Linked DNA regions of Gossypium hirsutum: region 2 is linked to region 1. A link is a contact called in public Hi-C data. All regions are on one chromosome and are shown on one strand. The core of a region is the stretch at or near the end of the contact, and the rest is flanking DNA. Distances in the headings are between cores, read along the strand shown. Region 1 holds the start of LOC107948718. Region 2 holds the start of LOC121227926.

Region 1 (5,275 bases), core at 1,596-4,095:
AAGGAAGGCAGAGAAGAAAGCAATCAAGCTATATATTTTGCTTGCTTACCAATATTAGAAGAGGATAAAGCCTGAATTTGAGCAGGTTCACCACCAAAGTAAACATTTTTGTTTCCTGATATTTCAGTCAGGGACTTGGGACTATTAGCAGTTCTGTAGGCATCATTTTCTGCGATATCACAAGATGAAAATCAATTCCACAAGAGAGAAAATATATGCTTATCATAACGTAAGAACAAGATGTTAACCAGGAGATGCCATGGACAAGTCATTCCCAGACGAAATGGGTACTGCCAATTCAGCCACGTTAATGGGGTCATGGGAAATTAATGCTTTTGCAGGTGAATGTTCAAGCGAATTCTTCTCCGGAAAATAAAATTCCTTTAACACTGAACCACAAGAAGAAACGACTCCAACCTCTGCCATAACTTCCTCAGAGCGAATGCCTGAAGATGTCATTTTGTAAGAAGTAACATCACCTGAAGCATCTGAGACACAGTCAGAGACACCTGCACTGTCATTTTTATCTTTTCTTTCGTTTTGGTCACCCTGAACTAAAGTTGCAGAAGAAACATCAGATTGAACAACAGATGGAATTTCATCATCACAATTAACAATCTCATTCACCATTGAAGCTCCAAATGATTCTTCCTCACCAGGAAAGGTCGACTCTGAAACATCAGATGCAGATGGCTTTCTCACATCCTGAACTGAAGTTGAAGGAGGAACCTCAGCTTCGAAAGGCATTTCTTTCTCATTACAATCAATGAACTTGCTCAACATTGAAGATCCAGAGGATTCCTTCTCAAAAGGAGATAGTAAACCTGACACCATGGTTGCCGAATGCTTTTCCATTGTGGCATGTTCCTCTGGGTTCACTTCAGGTTTTGTATCATTCAAAAAGCCAGCAACTTGTTCTGAAGTTACATATTGTTTCCCCAAAAGGGAATCCACAGAATTAAGGTTACCTGGTTGGTCTACAAGGCAAATCTCACCAAACTCACACTCAAGCTGCTTGTTTACCTCATCAACTGTAGTATTATCACTAACTCTTGTCTCCCTTTTAGGGGATTGCAACTCCATATCAATGAATTTATCCTCACTCTGAGATATCAGCTCCGGTACATCAGACCTGGATGCCATTTTCCTTATGCCATTTTCTTCTCTGCTAACATCAGAGCTTGTAATTTTCATAACATCACTAACTAGTGGGGACATTTTGTCCGACTCTGCCCCATCAAAGGCATCAACAGAAGCCGGAATACTTAATTGAACTGAACGGAAAAGTTCATTAGAAGCATGATCAGGCTGTTTTTCAATGGGATCAACTTCAGCAACTTTTGATTCAAAAGAGGTACCAATTGTAGTGCTTCTTTTTAAAGCCACTCCTTTGGCATCATGTTTTAGAGGAAGCATAACATCAGAATAAAATCGCTTCATGCTTTTACCCACACTTTGTGCCTGATTCTCAACATATTTGACAGTGTCCTGCAGATAAAGCCATTTACAACATTATGAAAGAAAGCCAAAGCATATATATTCTCGGTTGCATCAAACACTACTAATCACCATAAGTTCATTCAGCCAACTGATACCACAACATGGCTGAAGATGGGAGGAAGCAATTCCCTCATAATGGGATCAAAGAATTAATACCTGATTCACGATATTATCCATCTCATGGCACAACGTTTCAAACTTCTGGTAAATGCCCCCCACCCAGCCAATACCTTTAAATCTAGAATCCATCACAGAGTGTCAGATTGTTAAAGTCAATGCCACACATACCTCAGTATTAACAACAGGTATATGGCCTTATTCCTGCCCCCCGAGTCTTTAATTTAGCCTGAAAAAAATTGCAGAATTGTAGTGAACACTTAAAAAACTTGATGAAAATAAAAACACCCAGATGAGTGATACCGCCAACATCTAAATCAGGAAAGCATCAATTCAAAGATGCAAATAGATTGAGACATACATTTAATTGTCTTCCCAATTACTATCATATCAATCAAAGTACAGTTATGTGATAATATGCAACTAAACCCATTTTAATTCATCCACTTCACAAATTAACAGCTTGTAGCACTTGAAACCGACAATATCCTCCATGACTAACCATCTCAAAAAATCAAATTTCAAGGAAACTAAGAATTAACATTGCGTTATGCCCCCAGTTTTCACCGATTTAACCATCCATAAATATAATCGCACTAAAAAGAAGAAAAAATAGAAATCTTCTTTTCCCATTATTGCTTTGAAACATTACATAAAAGAAGTATTTTTCGTTTTATTATTTTCCCTGACAATGTATAACACATCACTTCATCACCATCATACATACATACATACATGCATGCATGCAGCATGCACAAAAATAGAAACCACGAAAATCATCTAAAAATTGTGTTTTGCACAATCATCTGCTGTTTTCCATAAATAAAATTCGCTTTACATCAACATATACGAAGGGACATAGATCTTTCCATCACAAAGAGTCCAAATTCATTAAAAGTTAAAACAATTTTAGAAAAACTTATGAGAATTACAAAGACTAAGGAATATAAGAAAAAACCCAGAACAATACAAAGAAGAAAGAGAAGATGGGTTGGCTTACTGGTGGCCGTGGCCGGTGGTGGACGGCGGATACCGTTGATCAACAGAGTTTTATTGAGAGAGGAGAAAGGGGTTTTATGTGGACAAAGCGGAGGGGTTTTTAGTGGTCTTTAATGGGTAAACCACCCCGTTGTTATCATTAAATGGAAAATTATAACTAATTTTATTTTTTATTAAAAAATAAAAAACAATTAATTAATGAAAAATCTATAAGTATATTAATGATTAAGGGAAAGTATGATTTAATTTAATGTGAGAAAACGTGTAATGGATAACCTAAGAAGTTTGATAGAATTGAAGTACAATTTTTATATGGTATATAAAGATAATGCTTTGAGACTAAGGAATGAGGGAAGGAAACAGCTTTGCATTTATAATATCAACTTCATAATCTTAAGGAATTAACCCATGTCACCATCATCACTATCATTTTAATCATACTTATACATTGTGATGAAACAGTAAATAATAAATAATTAATTGTGGGTTTTTATGGATTATGATATATCTCCTTTATTATTTGTTTTTTTTTTAATTTTGGAATTTCGATTGAAAATACTTCATAATCTTTCAACTCTAATTATAAAATTAAAATATACTGAGGTGCAAAATTTTCAATTTATTGACATAAATGTTTATAGTTTTTAGGAGTAAATAAAAACTTCTCATTTTAATTTAAAATTTTGTAATCACTGTTAGTGACTTTCTATTACACCTACATTAGGACAAGAAGATCAAAATGATAAAAAAGGGTATATATATTTTTATATAAAAATTTTCTCGTTAAATTTTCAATTAAACTAAAACCATGGAGACCATCAAAGACTTAGAAAATAGAATAGGGAATAACCACTGCACCCACCAAAAAACTGATTATACTAATACTTGAATAACTTGGAACTAATTTCTTTTTTATGTTTAATATATATTAATTTTATTTTATCAAAACTATTCAGACCGATCACAATTGAAATCCTGAGATATTTCTTAAACCAGTTGCTCTTTGAACTTGTTGGTTACACTTTGAATAAAATCTACTTCACATCTTTCTAATGAAAAGATAAGACCATTTGTTGGATCCTCTGAAACTTCAAATTAAGGACAAAGATATACAAAGAGTGGAGTTAAGGAAATTTCATGACAACTTCCTCCGGTTAGGTATACAAAACTGTACACTCTAATACATCACCAATGAGCCCACCACTTAACCACTTTCTCTCCAGCAATCACAAGGTTAGGTTGCAATATCATCTGGTCTTCGATTGGCTCCTGGGGACTGATGGTTGCTGATGTTTTCTTTTTGTATTGAGAGCGCGCATTACTTGCTTCATTTGAGTGCTTACGGGTGCAGCCTCATCCGGCCTTCCATCTTTATCTTTGAGGTTGGTTTATGCTCAATGTTGTTCCACAGGAAATGGCCAAAAAAAGGGCAGAGAACAAAGAAGATACCAATGCCGGTTAGCATAAAAACAGAGCATCAATTCTCCACTCAACACCATAAAAGGATGTTAGACAATTCAACTCCCCTAGCCAATAGTCAAACAAAGTGAAAATATATGCTCCTGTTTCTTCAAAATGGGGAAAAAATATTCTTGAAAGCAACCTAGATAGATAAATGAGAATATCGAAAGAGGACGACAACATAACTAGGTAAATGGTCAGTTCAAATTGCCTAATTTTTCATCAGATAATGACACCATGGAAAAGAATCCTAATTTCCAATAAAAGCCAAATTTAGCATCTAGGATAAGATATTTAAAGTCAACAGGGTATCCAAATATCATGGTTAAAAGACTTGACACAATTCAGTCTGCAAATTTGGCAAGCAAAAACAAATCACGATCAAATGGTTTCCAACTCCTTAAAACAAAACGCATCATTCATAACATGAACCCCTCTTCAGAGAAACAAGCCAAGATAATTTAAGAGGAGCAGGTATCAAAATCAGCCACCACAAGCATATCAAACAGGGAAATTCTTTCAAAAATTCATCTATAGAGAAATCTTGCATGTTATGCATCCAAGAATATCATCATACATTAATGTGAAAAGTTGCCAACTGAAGCTCGATGGAAAGACTAGGGAAAAGCCTTCTTAGTCTCACTCCATTAGCCAAAAACAGCCATTAGAAACGTATATTTTCTTCTTGGAGAAAGGCATATTTAGATCCATGGAATGAACAACTCCATTCCAACAGGATATTGACCTTGGTTTCAGCAAGTAGACTAAAAAAATTTCATAATGCATAGAATATCATTATTAGCTGCAGGAACCGCCACCACCAGGAAAGATAAAGGGAAACTAAACACTAGCCTTTCAAATGGTTTCCTGCAAAACCTACAAGATACTTAACCGCACAGACAACAGTCCATTACTCCACCGTGCACAAAACAGTAAGTCAACCAACAAAGATGACTGCCAGAGACAGTTGCAGCTCATGGGAGAAAGAGATATATTGTCACCAATAAATTGGTACACAGCATGTGCTCAGTTACAAATCCAACAGAACCCAATGACAACCACAGATTATACAAGCACCACAACATCAAAAACTGGCAGCAGCACATACACTTATAAGTACTTGCTACTTTCACATTTTTAGATTCTTCAGTGAAACAAGAACCCACTCAAAAGGTCCATGTTTTGAGGGTACACTACA
Region 2 (5,275 bases), core at 1,796-4,295, 190 kb after region 1:
AACTTTGCTTTCCTTTTTTATTTTTAGGGTAGTCTTGAATTTATCAAGTTTATCAAGTGTGTGAGGGTTGAAACATATTAAAGCATGCTCTCTGGGATTTTCTTCATCATCCAACTATTTTATCAACTCAATTTCCCTTTTCCTACATTTTTTATTTTCTTGGCTTTTTTTATTTTATCAACTCAACTATTTTATCAAATGCAACAACCTTAAAATTTTGTCATTGTCTGATAATCAATTTATGGGGATCATTCCAAGAAGTATTGAAAATCTGACACCACTCAAAGAATTATATTTGGGGTTGAATAATTTAGAAGGTACTGAATTTCCTTGGTTTCTTTAGTTTAAAATATTTTTTTAATAAAAGAAATTAATTTGTAATAGATAAAAAATGGAAGAACTTTTTATTTCATTCGAGGCAAAATAATTAATTTGATGAAAAAAATATGCTTAAATATAATAAAATCTAACATCTCTAAATTACTGTAGAACAGAAAAGAAAACCTCTTTCACTTACACTAAAAAAATAGGTAGTTAAACACATTGATTTTTCTAATATGCTTGCTAAATTCTCGAGGAAATTGGTAATCTTCTTGCTTTGGAAATGCTTAATATTCAAGAAATTAAAGGCCTTACAAGTCAAAGTCCGACTTCTATCTTCAACATTTCTTCTCTGAAGACTATTATTCTCTCCAACAATAGCCTATCAGGCAATTTGTCTAATGATATGTGTCAACATCAAAATTTATAAAATTTCACCTAATTTAAATAAATATATTATTTATAAAATTTATACATCAATTATAAAATTATTTGTTATATAAACAATTAAAATTTGCTATTTGAAGTTAAAGTAATATATTTTTTACTCTTTTTTTATGAATGAGAATATTTATACTATTATTTAAGTTTCTAATTGAGTTGGTGTCACGAATCAACCAGGCACCGACTTGGTTAGAGAAATTACAAAAATATCCTTTCGTATTTAAAATAAGTTATATTATTTGATGGTACTTTAGTATTTAAAAAAAAAAGCTTATGACGAGTGCTGGGGATAAACCAGTGTAAGCAACAAACAAGAAAAATAATGAAGAATTTGAAAAGATCGAACACACAAATTTTATGTGAAAAAATCCCTCCGAAGAGGATAAAAAACCACGGGCAAAAATAATTTCACTAAATTGGAAAAATCGAAGAGTATAAAGAGGAGATAAAAACTAAACTCCGCAACCCGAAAATAAGAAACCTCTAAACTTAAATACAAAATTCTCTGAAATCTTGTAAAAGTTAATACTTAAATGTGTTATGGGTTAATCTTTCTAGGGTAGTAAGGGGTCTATTTATATGCTAAATTCATAGCTCAATTAATCATAAAATAATCTACACTCATTAGAGTTTGACTAAGACAAATAATCAGAATATGACTGGAAGAAGAAAACCAAGAAATTGCATGGCAAGTCGCCACGTCATGACGTCCCCTATCGCGTTGCCATGACGTCATTTCTTGACATCGCATGGTTCCTCATCACGATGTTGCTCTTTGTTTGTGTCTTAATTTGACCGAAATGCAAGCCATACTCCACAATGAGATTTGAACCCACATCAATACATAAAACCTTAAATTTATGACTTAACCAAAATTTTATTTTAAATTTTTTATACATTATCTCCATAAATTGCATATATTAATAATATTGTTGATTGATATGATATTATAAATTAACTTGACATCAACATAAGAATTGACAACAACATCATGATAAATAATTGTATTCATTTAGTGTTCTTAATTTACTTTATTTTATTTAATTAAGACGAAAGCCCGAAACAATTTTCTAATTGATTTTATCAGTTCACAACTAACTTTCTCCACAGTTTGTTGATTCTGTTCAAGTTTTTCTGATTTTTCCTTTTTTTTCTATTTTATTTTTAAAATTACATTGTAATTGGCCCATTTCGCCCGAGCTCGTTAGAGAAAAACCAACAATTAAAAATAAACAAAAACAAAAACCAATAAAAGTCCATCATCAATGTCCTTTTACAAATTTTTAGGCCCAAATAAAGAACTTATACCAGCCCAGATACAATTTTAACCCAAATTCATAAACCCATATCCTAAACCTAGCTGAAATTCGGAACCCAAAAAGAAGTTTAGCGGTCGAGAGCACCAGAAGCTTCTGGAATATACCAGAGAGTTGGGCTCCAACGAGCGGCTCCTCGCATGGCCTCCTTCGCACGTCTCCCCGCTTCTTCGTACGGCCGAGTCTGCACAAGAATACACCAGAAGAATCACTAACAGAATACAGCAAATAAATGTAATTTTTATTTTTATTTATTCTAAAAATATCTGGCTATAAAAAGCCGTCGATTTCATCTCTGTAATCTTACGCACACAGTACGCACACACACATACAATATACGCATATTGAACATAGAAAATTTCAAAAAGAATTTCTGGAAAGATGACCTTCTTTATCTTTTTTTTTTATTATTTTTCTATTATTTTTATCTATTTTCCTGCTATTATTTTCACCATTCTGCATTTTAAAACAAAGAGGAGGGAAAGGCAAGTCTTACCTTGCAAATCGGCCATTGACCTCTGTTCACTTCGTTGAGATCGAAATTGGAAGGAGTATCCAAAAGTGTCATCCATCAATCCTTGAAACGTCGCCAATGAAATCCCAAATATCTCCGAAATACTGAGATACGGGCGAGGGTCGGATGGTATTAAATGTGTTTGTTTTCATCTTTGGCTTCATTTTTCTTGAATGAATGATATTAGATCTAAGAGTTTTTTTTAAAAAAAAAAGAAAATAAAATAGCTCACCAGATTTCCTTGAGCGGTGCCTTCATCGGTGGAATCTAGTCGCTGCTCGTGTATTGTCGACCACCAAATGAAATGATGGTCCGGCGGTTGCTGGAATGAACCCTAACAATTTGATTTCAGGGCTGTGAATTCAGGTTAAAATGTTGGCTGCGTTTGGAAGAGGAAATAGGGAAAGAAAGGTTTTAAACAACCTATTAATAAAACAGCACCGTTTATAATAAGGAAGGTCCGCGCGTTAACTCGTTTAGTAGGCCGGGTCTGTGCATTTTCATACGAAATGGGAAATTTCAGCGTTAGATCCTTCCCTTCGTGCGAAGCCTTCAATTTCACCCTACTTGCTTACCTTGTTTTTTTAAAAATTTGGCTCTATAATTTGTGCACCTTTTCACTTTGGTCCGCGGTTCAGTGCAGCGTTTTGGGCTCGGGATATTTTCAATTCCAGTCCTCGCACATTTGTGCACATGGCACATTGATCCTATTTTGCAATTATTTTGTTTGTAAATTGTTCTTCTTGTTTCAATTTTGTTTAAATTAAGTTTTTATCTTTTTTTTTTACTGCACATACATTTTCTTTTACATGCTTGATTATTGGTTGTGATATTTTGCGTTGCTTTGATAATTGAATGTTGTTTTAAAAAAACATTATTATAATATTTTCTCGTTTATTCTATCATTTTAATAATTGGTGTATTTTTTGTAATAAAATTCATTTTAGTTTATGTATGCTATTAATTTTATGTATTTCATAATTTCTTTTGAATTTATTCATCTATTTTAATGTTTATATTTTTTTGAGAAATTCATCTATTTTATGTGTCATTTAAGTTGTTATTAAGCATATATTTAGTACTAATATTTAACCTACATGCATTATTAAAGCCATGCTATTTTTATACATATAGTTTTTAATAAATTTGTGTTTAGTTGTGTTTTTTAAATTTATTACATATATAATTTATGATAAAATTAAGTTAATTTTATAATTCATATTTTAATTCAATGTTATTTTGACATACAATTATTTCTAAAATTTCTTCACATGTACATTACCCATATTAAATTATTTTTACTATAGTACGTTATTGATTTCATATAACTTTATGTAAATATTTTTCTATGTATATATATTCCTTTAAAGTTATCTATGTGTATAATATATTTCTTTTTAAGGACCATATTTTAAATTGTACAATTTACTTATTTTTCGTATTTCCATATCTTATTATTTTTGTGCATATATCATCAATGTGTATCATTAATCAAAATTAATTTGTTTCATGTAAAATTATTTTATATATTGCTTATTTCAAAATTCTTTTTACACATATATACATATATTGGAACATATGTTTGATTCAAAAATATCATTAAATTCATGCATTTCGTACATATAGTTTTTTTGTATACATAATTATTTTTTATACGATTTATAGACTAACTTAATTTTATATGCATTATTAATTTCATACTATTTTTTATAAATAATTATTCCTATATCTATTTCTATATATATTTTGTAAATCTATTATGTGTGGTATATTTTATCATGTATTTTTATTATTCTTTCATATTTTATATATTATTTAAGTTATCATGTATATTGTCAATTTGTAAATGAATTTGTGTTTAAAATATTTTGCATATAATTTGGTTCAAACCTATATTCTATAATTTACTTCAATAAATATATACCTTTATTTTTTATGTAAATTTGTCAACTAATATTAGTCATAAATTTGTCAACTAATATATATTGTGCGTTTATTAATTCATCATTACTTTGAAAATGTCTTATACCACTTCAAATTTCCATTTTATTTTGTAAATATTTTGTGAGTTGTTTTATATTGTGCCATATTTATTGTTGAGGTATATCATTTAGTCATTGTTTTATTCATTATATTAATTGTTCTCCATCTATGATTAAGAATCTGGCTACATTTTACTTAGAATAGTTATACATAATTGTTGAATTTATTAATTGTGGTTTATTGTACTATATGTGTGCCTATTATTTCATGTTTATTAATCCTTTTCTATACAAATGTTTCATTATAATAAATTAAGCATTCCATCTATTTTAAAACAAATAAACATGTTTTGAGTTAATTTCCAATTTTCCTTAATTAGTCAAAAATTTTGAAATAAGGCAATATTCAATATTTGGGAATTCGAGAAATCGTGCCCTACTGTGCTAGGTATGATTTTTCGGTGAACTAAATATTTGGATATCCTTTTATAATTTTAATGTATGAGTTTTCGAGGGTCAAGAATCAATCGTATTTTTGAAGGTATAAAGGATCGTGTCCAATCGTGCTGGATATGATGCTGCATATATTTGAAACGAGGGAATTGTGACTGCTAATTTGAACTATTCAAACATTTTAAAAAGAATCATACTTCGAAAAATCTTTTCTTTAAAAACCTTTTGATATAAGGATAGCATCA

What was found. A called contact is a pair of places that touch in the nucleus more often than the background predicts.
Region 2: a Hi-C map of leaf shows a contact between it and region 1, with 2.6 times the contacts expected there. The contact joins the promoter of LOC121227926 here to the promoter of LOC107948718 in region 1. A contact is called at or near these places in 2 of 34 Hi-C or Micro-C datasets (both in leaf).

The regions. Positions count from the first base shown.
Region 1 is chrA04:8,753,559-8,758,833 of Gossypium_hirsutum_v2.1, forward strand. It overlaps LOC107948718, which reads right to left and starts at 2,846. Exons shown (of 7, transcript XM_016883349.2): 1 at 2,618-2,846; 2 at 1,657-1,846; 3 at 657-1,488; 4 at 249-554; 5 at 50-169. The coding sequence starts at 1,749. LOC107948717 (UBP1-associated protein 2C) reads right to left here. Exons shown (of 2, transcript XM_016883346.2): 2 at 3,690-5,275.
Region 2 is chrA04:8,940,055-8,945,329 of Gossypium_hirsutum_v2.1, forward strand. It overlaps LOC121227926, which reads right to left and starts at 3,046. Exons shown (of 3, transcript XM_041110875.1): 1 at 2,828-3,046; 2 at 2,578-2,699; 3 at 2,001-2,265. The coding sequence starts at 2,853. The coding sequence ends at 2,090.